Regions from separate parts of the Mus musculus genome. Here regions 1, 3 and 4 are each linked to region 2. Evidence: chromatin contacts called from public HiChIP or PLAC-seq and promoter capture Hi-C data. All regions are on one chromosome and are shown on one strand. Each heading gives the region's core, a stretch centred on a gene start, on an enhancer-like site or on the middle of the called end of the contact. The rest is flanking DNA. Distances are from core to core; before and after follow the strand shown. Region 1 holds the start of Btg1b (BTG anti-proliferation factor 1B). Region 2 holds the start of Ndufa1 (NADH:ubiquinone oxidoreductase subunit A1). Region 3 holds the start of Rhox9 (reproductive homeobox 9). Region 4 holds the start of Akap17b (A kinase (PRKA) anchor protein 17B).

Evidence for each region. Promoter capture Hi-C pulls out the DNA fragments that hold promoters and counts their contacts. HiChIP or PLAC-seq counts read pairs in DNA pulled down with a chosen protein or histone mark.
Region 1: an H3K4me3 HiChIP or PLAC-seq map of stem cell-derived neural progenitor cells shows a contact between it and region 2, with 6 times the contacts expected there. The contact joins the promoter of Btg1b here to the promoter of Ndufa1 in region 2. A contact is called at or near these places in 1 of 39 promoter capture datasets (cranial neural crest) and 2 of 115 datasets of contacts at active chromatin or transcription factors (embryonic stem cells and stem cell-derived neural progenitor cells).
Region 3: an H3K4me3 HiChIP or PLAC-seq map of stem cell-derived neural progenitor cells shows a contact between it and region 2, with 8 times the contacts expected there. The contact joins the promoter of Rhox9 here to the promoter of Ndufa1 in region 2. A contact is called at or near these places in 1 of 39 promoter capture datasets (embryonic stem cells), 2 of 484 Hi-C or Micro-C datasets (both in embryonic stem cells) and 2 of 115 datasets of contacts at active chromatin or transcription factors (embryonic stem cells and stem cell-derived neural progenitor cells).
Region 4: a promoter capture Hi-C map of erythroid cells shows a contact between it and region 2, with 30 times the contacts expected there. The contact joins the promoter of Akap17b here to the promoter of Ndufa1 in region 2. A contact is called at or near these places in 3 of 39 promoter capture datasets (erythroid cells, liver and pre-B cells) and 2 of 484 Hi-C or Micro-C datasets (embryonic stem cells and uterus).

What each region holds. Positions count from the first base shown.
Region 1 is chrX:38,017,341-38,020,145 of GRCm38.p6, reverse strand. It overlaps Btg1b (BTG anti-proliferation factor 1B), which reads left to right and starts at 1,331. Exons shown (of 5, transcript NM_001243943.1): 1 at 1,331-1,376; 2 at 1,965-2,013.
Region 2 is chrX:37,189,970-37,192,669 of GRCm38.p6, reverse strand. Ndufa1 (NADH:ubiquinone oxidoreductase subunit A1) reads left to right here and starts at 1,432. Exons shown (of 3, transcript NM_019443.2): 1 at 1,432-1,681. The coding sequence starts at 1,580. It overlaps Rnf113a1 (ring finger protein 113A1), which reads right to left and starts at 1,448. Exons shown (of 1, transcript NM_153503.2): 1 at 203-1,448. The coding sequence starts at 1,278. The coding sequence ends at 253.
Region 3 is chrX:37,900,478-37,903,177 of GRCm38.p6, reverse strand. It overlaps Rhox9 (reproductive homeobox 9), which reads left to right and starts at 1,408. Exons shown (of 4, transcript NM_023894.1): 1 at 1,408-1,580; 2 at 1,767-2,226. The coding sequence starts at 1,499.
Region 4 is chrX:36,643,962-36,646,807 of GRCm38.p6, reverse strand. It overlaps Akap17b (A kinase (PRKA) anchor protein 17B), which reads left to right and starts at 1,394. Exons shown (of 7, transcript NM_001081956.1): 1 at 1,394-1,758.

The sequences.
Region 1 (2,805 bases), core at 82-2,581, 830 kb before region 2:
CAGGAGTGAGTATTGCTGTGATAGGCCTGACCATGTTTTTGTTTGAAAGAATGAGGATCTGGGGACTTTTGATTTGGAAAGCAGTAGAATGATTTAAATGAAGCTTAATGTGATATCCTGGTAGGACTATGAAGACTTTTTTACTAAAAGTGTTTTTTTCAACTCCAGGAAATTGAAGTTCTTTGAGGTATTCCCAAGGATAAACCATAATTGAACAAGCTCATTTGTGACTCAAAACCAAATATATAAGCATGCTCAGGGGATAAGGTATTAGCTTGTTCAGGAGTACATTGAAAAAAAGCAACATATACTTTATTCCCCACTGACACCTATAGAAACACAGCATCATTGTCAACACTGATGTGGGACCAGAGGCTCTACCAGTATGCTTTCTCCTGTGGGCTTTCTCAGGATCCCAACAGGACTGATACAGCCATACCACAAACCACAAGCTGGCAAGAGAGGACAACACCCTGGTTTCAGAAGAGGGACTGACCCTCTTTTGAGTTAAATCACATGAAGACCACATGGTACTTCTAATTCTAGCCCCATTTAGCAAACTTTCTCTCATTATGTTGTGACTCTTCCTCCTGGATCTTACGTGGCTTGCACTTTGCATAGCTTAAAAAAAATCACAGGTTTAAATAGGAGTCCAGGTTTTATTATATTATATTATTATTATATTATATTATATTATATTTATTATATTATTTATTATATTGGCTTGTGATGCTGACTGATGCTGCCCTACGGTGCCTTGACTTGCACTTCACAGTGATCACCTGCATAGACATGCTTCTTGAGAACTATGACAATACCTTTTCCTGAAAAAAGACATTCTCTCTTGTCCTTGAAACAAAGTTAATAATGTGCACTCAGCAGATCTTTGAGTTCAAGGCCAGCCTGCTCTACAGAGTGAGTTACAGGACAGCCAGGACTACACAGAGAAACCTTATCTCAAAAATCCCCCAAACAAAATAAACAACAATATAACAGAACTGCAGCATATCGCTTGATAATATCTGTGTGCTATTCTGGATCAGTAAAGTAAAACTGTCCTTGTAAAACTATCCTGAAAGATCTATTCCTCATTTCTTGCCATGAATTCTTCAATGGAAAATTGATGGAAAGATTGACAGGTGACAATTCTAAACTTATTCTCTAGTCACATTGCTAGCTTGGCTGAAGCATCATCACCTTCCCCAGCATGACTGATTACACAGACCCCCTCCCCTCCCCCACTATGTCAGAATAGCAATGATCTCACAATAGGAGGTGGTCTGACTACCAGCTCAGTCTGGAGGAGTACACAGAACCCCACCCATCCTCATCCATTACCACACTCATGTTAAGCAGGTTGGCACCAGCCCAGACTGGTGAGTAAGAATCTATTCTCATATTGCCAGGTGCAGCTGGGGTTACACAGTCTGTACAGCAGCCCACAATGGTGAATTCCCAGGTCAGCCAGAGCCATTTTCATACTCCCTGGCCTACTGGGGTCAATCAGAATGGACACCATCTCAGTTTAGTAAGATATCCTGGGGTATCCTCCTAATACTCCCTGGTCTAGCTTGGGTTGAACAGCCTTTACGGTAGCCAAATAACCTAGTGTAGGATCAAGAGCCCACCTTACTGAATCATCCTGACACTCAGATTTGAGTTTGGGTCAAGCAGTTCACTGACCAGCCAAGTCTGGTTAGTTCCCCAGACCCCTGCCCTTCTGCAACTGTTCAGACAAGTGATTCAACACACAGTCCCAGGAAGACAATGTACTAAGCCATTCTAGTGAGTACCTTGTGTCCCCACCTTCCTGTTGCATACACTTAGAGCCTGAGCAACAAACACCCCAGCCTGTTGAGTAATCATGACTCCCTCTCTAGTACTTTCCTCTGACTCCCAGGCCTAGTTCAGGTCAAGCAGTTGAAAATAGTTGGTATGTGACCCACAACTGTGAATTCCTCTAGAGTCTTTGGCCTAGCTGGTGTCAAGCAGCCCAGGCTCCCGACGAGACTAGTAAGTTATCAAAACCTTGCTTGCCTTCCCTTTTAATCTTTAGTCCCAGGGCTAGTTTGGGTCATACTGTCACACAATGTTGCACAGTAACAGCCTTTTTTAATTCCCCAGAACCTTGCTGATCTACATTATTACCATACTCCTAGACTCAGCTAGTGTCATAAATCATGGCTAGCAATGAAGACTGGTGAATGATCAAGAAATTTATCTTCTACACCAGTCTTGCTACCATGCCAGATGGTGCCACATAGCCTGAACATCAGCCTAGGCTTATGTGTCCATACAATCCTTGCCTGTCTAAGTCATCTTCATAGTTCCTGATCTAGTTGGGATCAGTCAGAATGTTCCCTGTCCCAGTTTCAATAGAGCTCAAGCTCCTACCCTACTGGTTGGTGTCCTAATATTCCTGGACCTTCCTTGGGTTACATAACCTCCACCCCAACCAAGCCATGTATAGAATCAAGAATCCTATTGACAAATTTGTGCCTAGGTAGCTCACATATCAGCCCAGATTGGTGCATAACCAAGAGCCTTCCAATGCCAGGGCATCCCCACAGTCCAAAACTGTGCTTTTTGTTTGTGGGATTTGAAGAGCCTGGCCTCTATCACTCTCCTCATATTCCCAGGCATAGTCCCATTCAAGCGGCTCCCAGCCCAGCCAAGACTCCTATATGGCCCAGACCCTTGCCCCACTGCACGTGCTTAGAGTACAAAGTGATCTCACTAGTACAGGCAGACTACAGACCACCTTAGCCAGGTGAGTGGTCCTGACCCTGACCCTGCTCTTTCCCA
Region 2 (2,700 bases), core at 183-2,682:
TGTCATCCCGACTTGGGTTCCCTTACGTAAATCCTAGCATTGTTCATGAACTTCTCCCATCCACATGACCTATGCTATAGTCATGGAAGTTATTTCAGGTCTAGAATTCCAGATAATACCTATCTTGAAGCTTTTCCTCTGGAGCCCTACTCCATCGCCTACCTTCTCTGCCACTTCCCTTTAGAAAGAAAGAAAGAAAAGATTTTAAGAAACAACAAAACATTTATTTTGAGACTGAGAATTATGGAAAGTCTAAATAATGGAAACTGGACTCTCCTCTATGTCTTCTAGAGAATCAGAAACACCACCCTCTGCTTCAGCTCGATGCTTTCCCAGTTTAGCAATCAGTTCTTTGGCTGGATTAAAGACGCCATTGGTCTGCTGGTCACAGACATAGCAGCGTGAGGTGGTACGGAAATGCTGCAATGCACAGCGCTCGCAGAAATAATGCCTACACTTGGTGACAACTGGATTTTGGAAGGTCTGGCGACAGATGAAACACTTGAATGGTATTTCCTCATCATCGCTTCCCACTTCGTAGTTTTCGTCCTCATAGACACCATAGCGACCCTCATCAAGCTCACGTTCGATCTGCCACCCGTGCTTGTAATCTGAACGATCATGGAGGAATTTGCAGCTGTCCCCGAAGCCGCAGAAACCAGTCTCCTTGTAGTCCTTACAGATATCGGGCTGGTAATCCCAGCGCACGGTGGCACGTAGATGCTCAGGAGCTCGGATAGGGCCTTTCCTCACCATCCCGGAGGAAGCATTGCCCATGGATGTATCCTTGGGCTTCACGTACTTCTGATAATTATTGATTCCCCGATAGATCTTGTCATCTTCCTTGCCCCTCAGCTCCTCCTGGATCTTCTGGCTCCGCTCAAAGATGGACTGTGCATCTCGATCCTTCTCAGTGTCCAGTTCGTAGACGGCGGTCGCCCCCATATCCTCGGGCCCCACGGGTTTTGCCGAACGGGTAGACTTGTAGACGACGCCGAGACCCTCCGGTTCATTCTCGTCCTCGCTACTCAAGCCGCCATAGGTTGCCTTCTGTTTAGCGCTGCCACGCGTCTTCTGGATCATCGGATTGTGGGTCGCTTGCTTCTTCTCCGGGCGGACCACAGAGCTGCCTTCATCACTGCTGCTGCAGCTGTCCCCGGAGCCTGCATCACAGAGCCGGCGCTTTCGGCGGCCCGCCGCTCCTTTCCGCCCAGGCTTTTTGAAGAGGAACGTGCACACCTGACGGGTAGAATTCCCGGGAGAAAGTTGCTCCGCCATTTAGAGATCCCCAAGTTCTGAAACTGCCGCGACGTCCGGGACCGCTTCGCGTCGTCACACTCCGTGGTGGTCTCTGATGCAGCGGATCAGATAGGAGGAGTAGGACGACAGAAAGAATCCTGTCCGGGAACGCTTGCTGGACCGCGAACGCCAGTCACTTTTGGGCCCCCACAGCCACCGTCGCTTCCTCCTCCGGAGCCGTACGGGGCACCGCCCCTCCCGCGTGCTGCCGGAAGAGAGGTAAAGCCGGGTCACCTCTGAGGAGCCGGTGACGGGTTGGCGTGCGAGTAACGGTGCGGAGATGTGGTTCGAGATTCTCCCTGGCCTCGCCATTATGGGGGTGTGCTTGGTCATCCCCGGGGTGTCCACTGCGTACATCCACAAATTCACCAACGGGGGCAAGGTAAGGCGGCCGACTCGGCCGCGGGTGGGGGACGGTGGGGGACGGGGGCCATTTATGGTGGGGGACGGTGGCCGTTTGGATGCGCCTTCGCTCTGTGAAGAAGAAGCCATCTAAGGGGGATCCTCCTCTTAATGTTGCCTGAACGCGGAGACTTGGGATTCCACCTTTTAACTTTAGTAAAACATAGCCAGTTTGAGGGCTGAGGAGGAGTGGCCCAAAAGGCAAAATCTATTCGGCAGTTAGCAAGGTAGATGACAAGAGTTGGGCCCTGGTTCCTAGGCAGAGGGAGAAAGGTGTTAGTCATGTCCCCGCTCCTTCCCATCGTTCATCTCCTTGCGGACACTGTTTAATTGATTTTGGTGGATGTATTTGTGCCTTTGAGTGCAGGAGCCCGCGGAGATCAAGAGAGGTCCCCGGGTCTCTTGGAACTAGTAGTTAAAGGAGGCTAGGAGGCAGCAGAAGTGGGTGCCACGAATCCAGTCCACTGCAGGAGCAAAGAGCAGTCAAGTCCAGGAAAGCTGGTACTACTACAGTGAAGCCCCGTCTCAAAAAAAAAAAAAAAAAAAAAGAAGTAGTTGAGAGGGGGAGGAGGATAAAGGAAAAAAATCAGTGGTGTTGGTCCCCTCCCCCAACTCAAAAAGGGAGAAGGCTGAGAAGTCAGTTGCCATCATGGTCTGGTTTCATTTAGGAGATTTTGGCTTTGTATTAGTCATTTAGCTTTTGTTTTAACTTTGTCAAGATTTACTATCTATGTATGTGTCTGCTGCTGTCTGTGTGCACCCATGAAGAGTAGAAGAGGGTATTGAATCTCTCCTGGACTTGCAGTTATGACCCCTCCCCCCCCCAAATAAAATCCAACCAACTTGGTGCTGGGAAGCCAGTTGAGCACCCAAGAATAGCAGGCAGGTACCCTTCCCCTCTGAGCTATCTCTTCAGCCTCTAGTATGTCATTTAAGAAAAATTGTGGGGTATATCTTTTTACTGGGTCACTTATATTTATAAACTGCCTTGTCCTTTAT
Region 3 (2,700 bases), core at 159-2,658, 710 kb before region 2:
CTTCTTGGTAGCTGTGAGAAGAAAGAGGAGTAATACAAGAAGACGGGGGAGCTGACATCTCAGACACTGCAATGCCACCCAGAGACTAACCGCGAGCAGACAGTCAGGGTCAAATAAGATCACCCAAAGGCGGGGAGGCGCCGGGCAGTGGTGGCACACGCCTTTAATCTCAGCACTTGAGAGGCAGAGGCAGGTGGATTTCTGAGTTTGAGGCCAGCATGGCCTTCAAAGTGAGTTCCAGGACGCCCAGGGCTATACAGAGAAACCCTGTATCATGAGAACAAACAAACAAACAAAAAAAGAGGTAGGGAGGGGGGTCAGGGACTGGGAGGATTGGTTCAGCCACCCTAACTACACAGACTATAGGAGAACAGAGCTTGATCATTTTTCTGCCTGGGCCTGATCACGTGGACTCCCCACTGTCTCAGCCTATGCCACCTCAGAGAACTAACTCATATCCTAACAATTACCTCAGCCATTGTCCAGGCCCAGCCATGATCCTACTACAAACAAAACCCACTAGATGATAGAGCTCAATGACATTTTTAAATTTGGGGGACACCATCAACTCTGGGGAACTTCTCTGATTTTTCCTCAATCTCTATCTTGGTAAAACTTGCATCCAGAATTGTTTACCCCACACACATGCCTTTGACCTTCACGGCTGTGAGACAACAGCTTTGGAGCCAGTGGCCAAGGTGGATCTTGGAAGGCCACGAATGTCCTTGGGACACCCCGGGACCTTGGGTCAAATACAGCTAGGCACAGAAAGGTCTCTTCCCACACAAACACTCCATGAGATTAAACTTGTGGATGATGGTGGGATTGAACCATGTTGGGGATACAGTCTCTCAGGAGGATGTCACCCTGGCAGTTCCTGAATATTTGCCACCACACAGGGCTACTCAGGGCACCACAACCAAAGAAGGGGCAGTGAAGAGTATGTGCATCCGGGCAAACCATGATGTGGACCAGACGTGAGAGAGTTCAATTGGTACCACTTTATTAACTGGTATGCCTTTGCCATTTGCTTTGAAGGGAATTTGCATAATTTAATAAAATTATTCAGCAGGGCTCAAAGGCCTGCTGAGCTTGAGGAGGTCTTTGTGTTACTCCTTGTGAAGGAATTTGAACCGTTCAGGAATACCGGTGCCCCCCAAGGGATACAGGTGTCCCCCAAGCAGCACCTTAGAGCCAGGAGTTCTGCACCCGTACACGCCCAGTTGCTGCATTCCTTTTGAAAAGGACTCTGCTCTTTGGAGCTCTGAACTGCTTCTGCCTGTGCGCCTCAGGGAAGAAGCCCACAGCCACTGCGACTGTGCGAGAAGTCAGGACAGACCGCCTCTCCGGACAGACCATAATTTGGGTGAGGCGCCAGAAGAAAAACCCTTCCGGGTCAAGGATCGGAGCAGAGAGATATATATTCAGGCTCCGGAACTGTGAGGACACAGCGTTGGAAGCCTCTTCGGGAGCAGCGTCGGATCCAGAGATTCTCGCTATGGAGACTCCTCAAGACAGCCGCCAAAGCATCCAAAAGCCTCCGAGTCCGGGAGCCGAGGAGGACAAGGAAGAACAGCATGGTGAGTAAACTGGTTCTGACTGGACTTGGGTAAAGTTTGGGGAGAAACGGTGGGTGGAAAGAAGAGTGGACAGGCACTTCAGGTCGGTTACAGAGCCCCTGCCTGTGCTTCCTCTCCGGGCTTTCCAGGCATCCCTGGGCCATGATGCTCAGATCTTTATCTCTATATCTTCCTTCTGTCTTTCAGGTGGGAATGCAGTGGTCTCCGGGGCTGGAGAGGAAGGAATAGACAAGAAAGAGCTTGTTATGAGCGGGCTTGCTCAGGGTGGGCTTGATCAGGGCGAAGGCGCTCAGGGCGAGGTTGCTGGAGGTGAGCAGGCTCAAGAAGAGCCTGCTCCATTGAGTCCAGCTCAGGAAGCCACTGGAGGAGAAGAGGAGGGAGAAAACAAGGAAGGAGAAATGGAAGGAAGACATGCTGGTGATGGTGCTTCTGGCCCCGAGGATGACAACATCCAGGAAGAAGGCGGCGAAAACATAGATCAACAACCGCCGCAACAAGAGGCAGCCATTCCTGAGGGCATGAGAAATCCACAGGCTGGGAACTATCTGGCTCACCAGCGGACCCGCCGCACCAGGTTCACCCACTCTCAGCTGCGTGATCTGGAGCGCCTTTTCCAAGAGAATCGCTTCCCCAGCTTGCGAGTAAGGTAAGCAGATGGCCAGTGCTTCGCGCCACATTTATAGGTAGTGCATCGGGTCCAGAGTGTCCTTTGGCTCTCCCTGGCCCTCTGATTCCCTCCAGAAATAATGGCACCTGCCCCAGACTGGCGCCTGCAATTAGGATCTTCCGCCTGCAATTAGAACTGTCAGCCTGCAACTAGATCCCAGGGTAGGGGTGTGGGAGCTATGCGGACTGGAAACAAATGTTTTGTTGCCCTGTTCAAGACTGGGAAATTTAGACAATGTTTAGTGTTGTAAATGAGTTTCCAGAAGTACGGGTGAGAAGTCTGGGGCGTGGCTAGGAAGAGCAGGAGGGATTCCAACTCGCGTTAAAATGTTGCTAGTGCTTTTCATCCCAGACGCTCTCTTCACTGATTTTACATTGTCAGTTCACCAAAGAGACATCTGTGTATTGGGGGACACCCTTAGATTTGGTCTGTGGAAGAAACCCATTGCTAAAG
Region 4 (2,846 bases), core at 145-2,644, 550 kb after region 2:
AATCTCTTAAGTGTCAACTTTGTGATTTGTCATCTGAGAAAGTGAATTCCATGTTGATGAACTCAAAGAAATGTCATCTGGGCAAGGGTTGGAAGGGACACTTAGTTCCTGGTGTCTGTTTTCAAAAGATTTAAGGCAATTGGCTTACATTCAGAGAAGACCCTCAATTTGTGTCTTTGAACATCAGAGCCTGGAACAGTGGGCCAGGAGAATGGTCTTTAAATTGTTAGAAAACCATGGAGAAGGAGAGGCAAGGCTACCTTTGCTTATCCTCAGGCTAGAAGGCCAGAGACCAAAGTGACCATCGCAGAGTCAGGGAGTCTTGGTGCCTGGTTCCTGGAAGTTTCCCAGCATACAGGGTCTAAGCTCCTGTACTGGATACTGGACAAGAAGAAAATAAACCCACAACCAGTGAGTGTTCTCCTAGGTTCTTGCTGACTTCTTGATGGGGAAGATCTGGTCAAGAGAGTGGCTAGTTCTCAGCTATGACGGTGGGTAAGTCTCTCCGTGATGTTTTTTTCTCTTGTAAAAAATGTGTATGTGTCCACAAGTGTGTGGAGGCTACAGGTCAACATCGGGTGTCTTCTTGATTGCTTTGTTCCTTATTTTGTGAGACGGGGTCTCTCACTGAACCTGAAACTCACCAATTGCCTAGCTAGCCTGGCTGACCAGCAAGGTCCAGAAAGCCACACAGTATCACCACCTCTGGCCTAATTCCCATTCCCTTTGCAATGGGAATTGCAAACTCACCCTACCACATTCCAACTTTTACACCCTTGCTACAGATCTGAGCTGGGTCCTCATGCTTGCATCCCCCTCCCCCAGTCTTGGCTCTCTTTCTTTTCTTGTGCTTGTTCTTTATCGAGACAGGGTTTCTCTGTGTAGCCCTGGTTGTCCTGGAACTCACTCTGTAGACCAGGCTGGCCTTGAACTCATAGATCCGCCTGCCTCTGTCTGTGCTGGGATTAAAGGCCTGTAGCACTGTTCTCTCTCTCTCTCTCTCTCTCTCTCTCTCTCTCTCTCTCTCTGTCTCTCTCTCTCTCTCTCTCTCTCTCTCTCTCTCTCTGTGTGTGTGTGTGTGTGTGTGTGTGTGTGTGTGTGTGTGTGTGTGTGTGTGTGTGTGTAGTGGGTGGGTGTTGGTGGTGTCTGCAGTCTCTAAATCACATAATTAGGCAGTGGGGTGGGCGGTGAGTAAACTGGACAAAACCTTGAGCTAGTTAGAACCTTGCAATGGAATTAACTTTGGCCCTTGCTTGGCTGTACAGGAGGGGCGGGGTTACTTTAATGCTTGCTCGGGAGAAGGCGATTGGCCCTGGGGAAATCCTAGGGGCGGGTCTAGTCGGTGGTTGCCATTGGTTCTGCCGGCAAGTCAAGGGATGGCAGCGAAGGGGGCGGAGCTCTCGAGGGGAGTCAATTGGTCCGCTGGAGCCCACCAAGGGATTGGAGCAGGCAGGCGTGCAAACCTGCACCCTGTAGCCCCCAGCCAGGAATCAGGAGGCAGCCACCTGGAAGCTCACGGGGCCTGCAGCGGGGCGAGGGGCGCTCGGGGCGTTGGCACGAGCGCGCGCGCCTGCGTCGCCTTCTCGGATGCGGCGAGGACGACTCTGTGTCGCGACCTGAGCCATTCAACAGCTGGCCTCGCCCGCGGCGGTGGAAGAGAGCGACCAGGAGGGTTGATCCTTGACACTGCGGCGGCTGGAGGGAGGCGGCGGCAGGAGCGGTAGCGGTTCCGCTACCCCAGCGGAGCTAAGCGTGAAGGTACAGCGGCTGCTGAGGCTCCCGATAACACCCCCCCCCCCCTTTCTGAGAATCGACCAGGCGGCTGCGTCCTTCTGCGTCCCGGTTGGCCGGCCGCCCTGGCCTACCGGAGTCTTGGGTGCCTGGGAGGCAGGGCCGCGTTGGACCCTGAGTGAGGACTTGGGAGGGGTTTTGGAGAGAACCCAGGTAGCCAGGCCTGCTCTAGGTGGAAACCAGGTTTTCTAGAGATGCCCCTAGGCTTTCCCCCTTGGATCCATTCGGCTGCTCTCTTGGGTCTTGGTGCCGCACTAGGGGGCGCTGTGGCCGCTGCTGCAGCTGAGGTCACTGGAAGCTTTTCCTTAGGGTGTACTAGATTGCTTAGGAAAGCTGAAGGATGCCCTCCTCCCTGCTGTATGCAAAAGCCAAGGGCTCTGGTTCTCAATCTGCTTCAGTGACATTCATTCCAGTTAACCACTACCCAGGGTCCGTTGCCTCTGCCCACTGATGACCACCAAGGGCCTTGTGAGGTTCCTACCGTGGATGGAATTAAACTGCTTCTAATTTGACCCAAGAAAGCAGGGTAAACCTCTAAGCCTTTGGAATGCATAGTCTTGAGCTTTGAGTAGATGGGCAGAAGTATCAGGGAAGAAAGCAAGTTGGGGAGCCTCATGTCTTGGATACTGCTGTCTCTGAGCATGTTGGTCACTGGGACTAGTACCATTTTTACATTTATCACCTGCTTATGAAACCAGTCACTACCTGAGCACTTTTGAATGTCACTAACTCTAAACATGTGTTGATTGGAACCCTGGAACTCTGAATTGCAGTATGGGGACTACCTGGGTCTTTTTATTTCCCACAGGGTTTCAAAGATGGTACCCATTTTACCTGATGTTCTTCCTGTCTCAGATCTACCTTTGAAACCTCATACTGTTGAAATACTGTAAGATTGTGAAGTATAATTGATAGGGATGCCTTTTCAATTCTGAAAATGTAGTGGGGATCTCTCAAATTCAGTTTTTTAAAAGAAAATTTTTTTTAAAGCATGTGAGATTCTGGTAGCCACACATTTCTTTCTTTTTTTTTTCTTTTTCTTTTTTTTTTTTTTC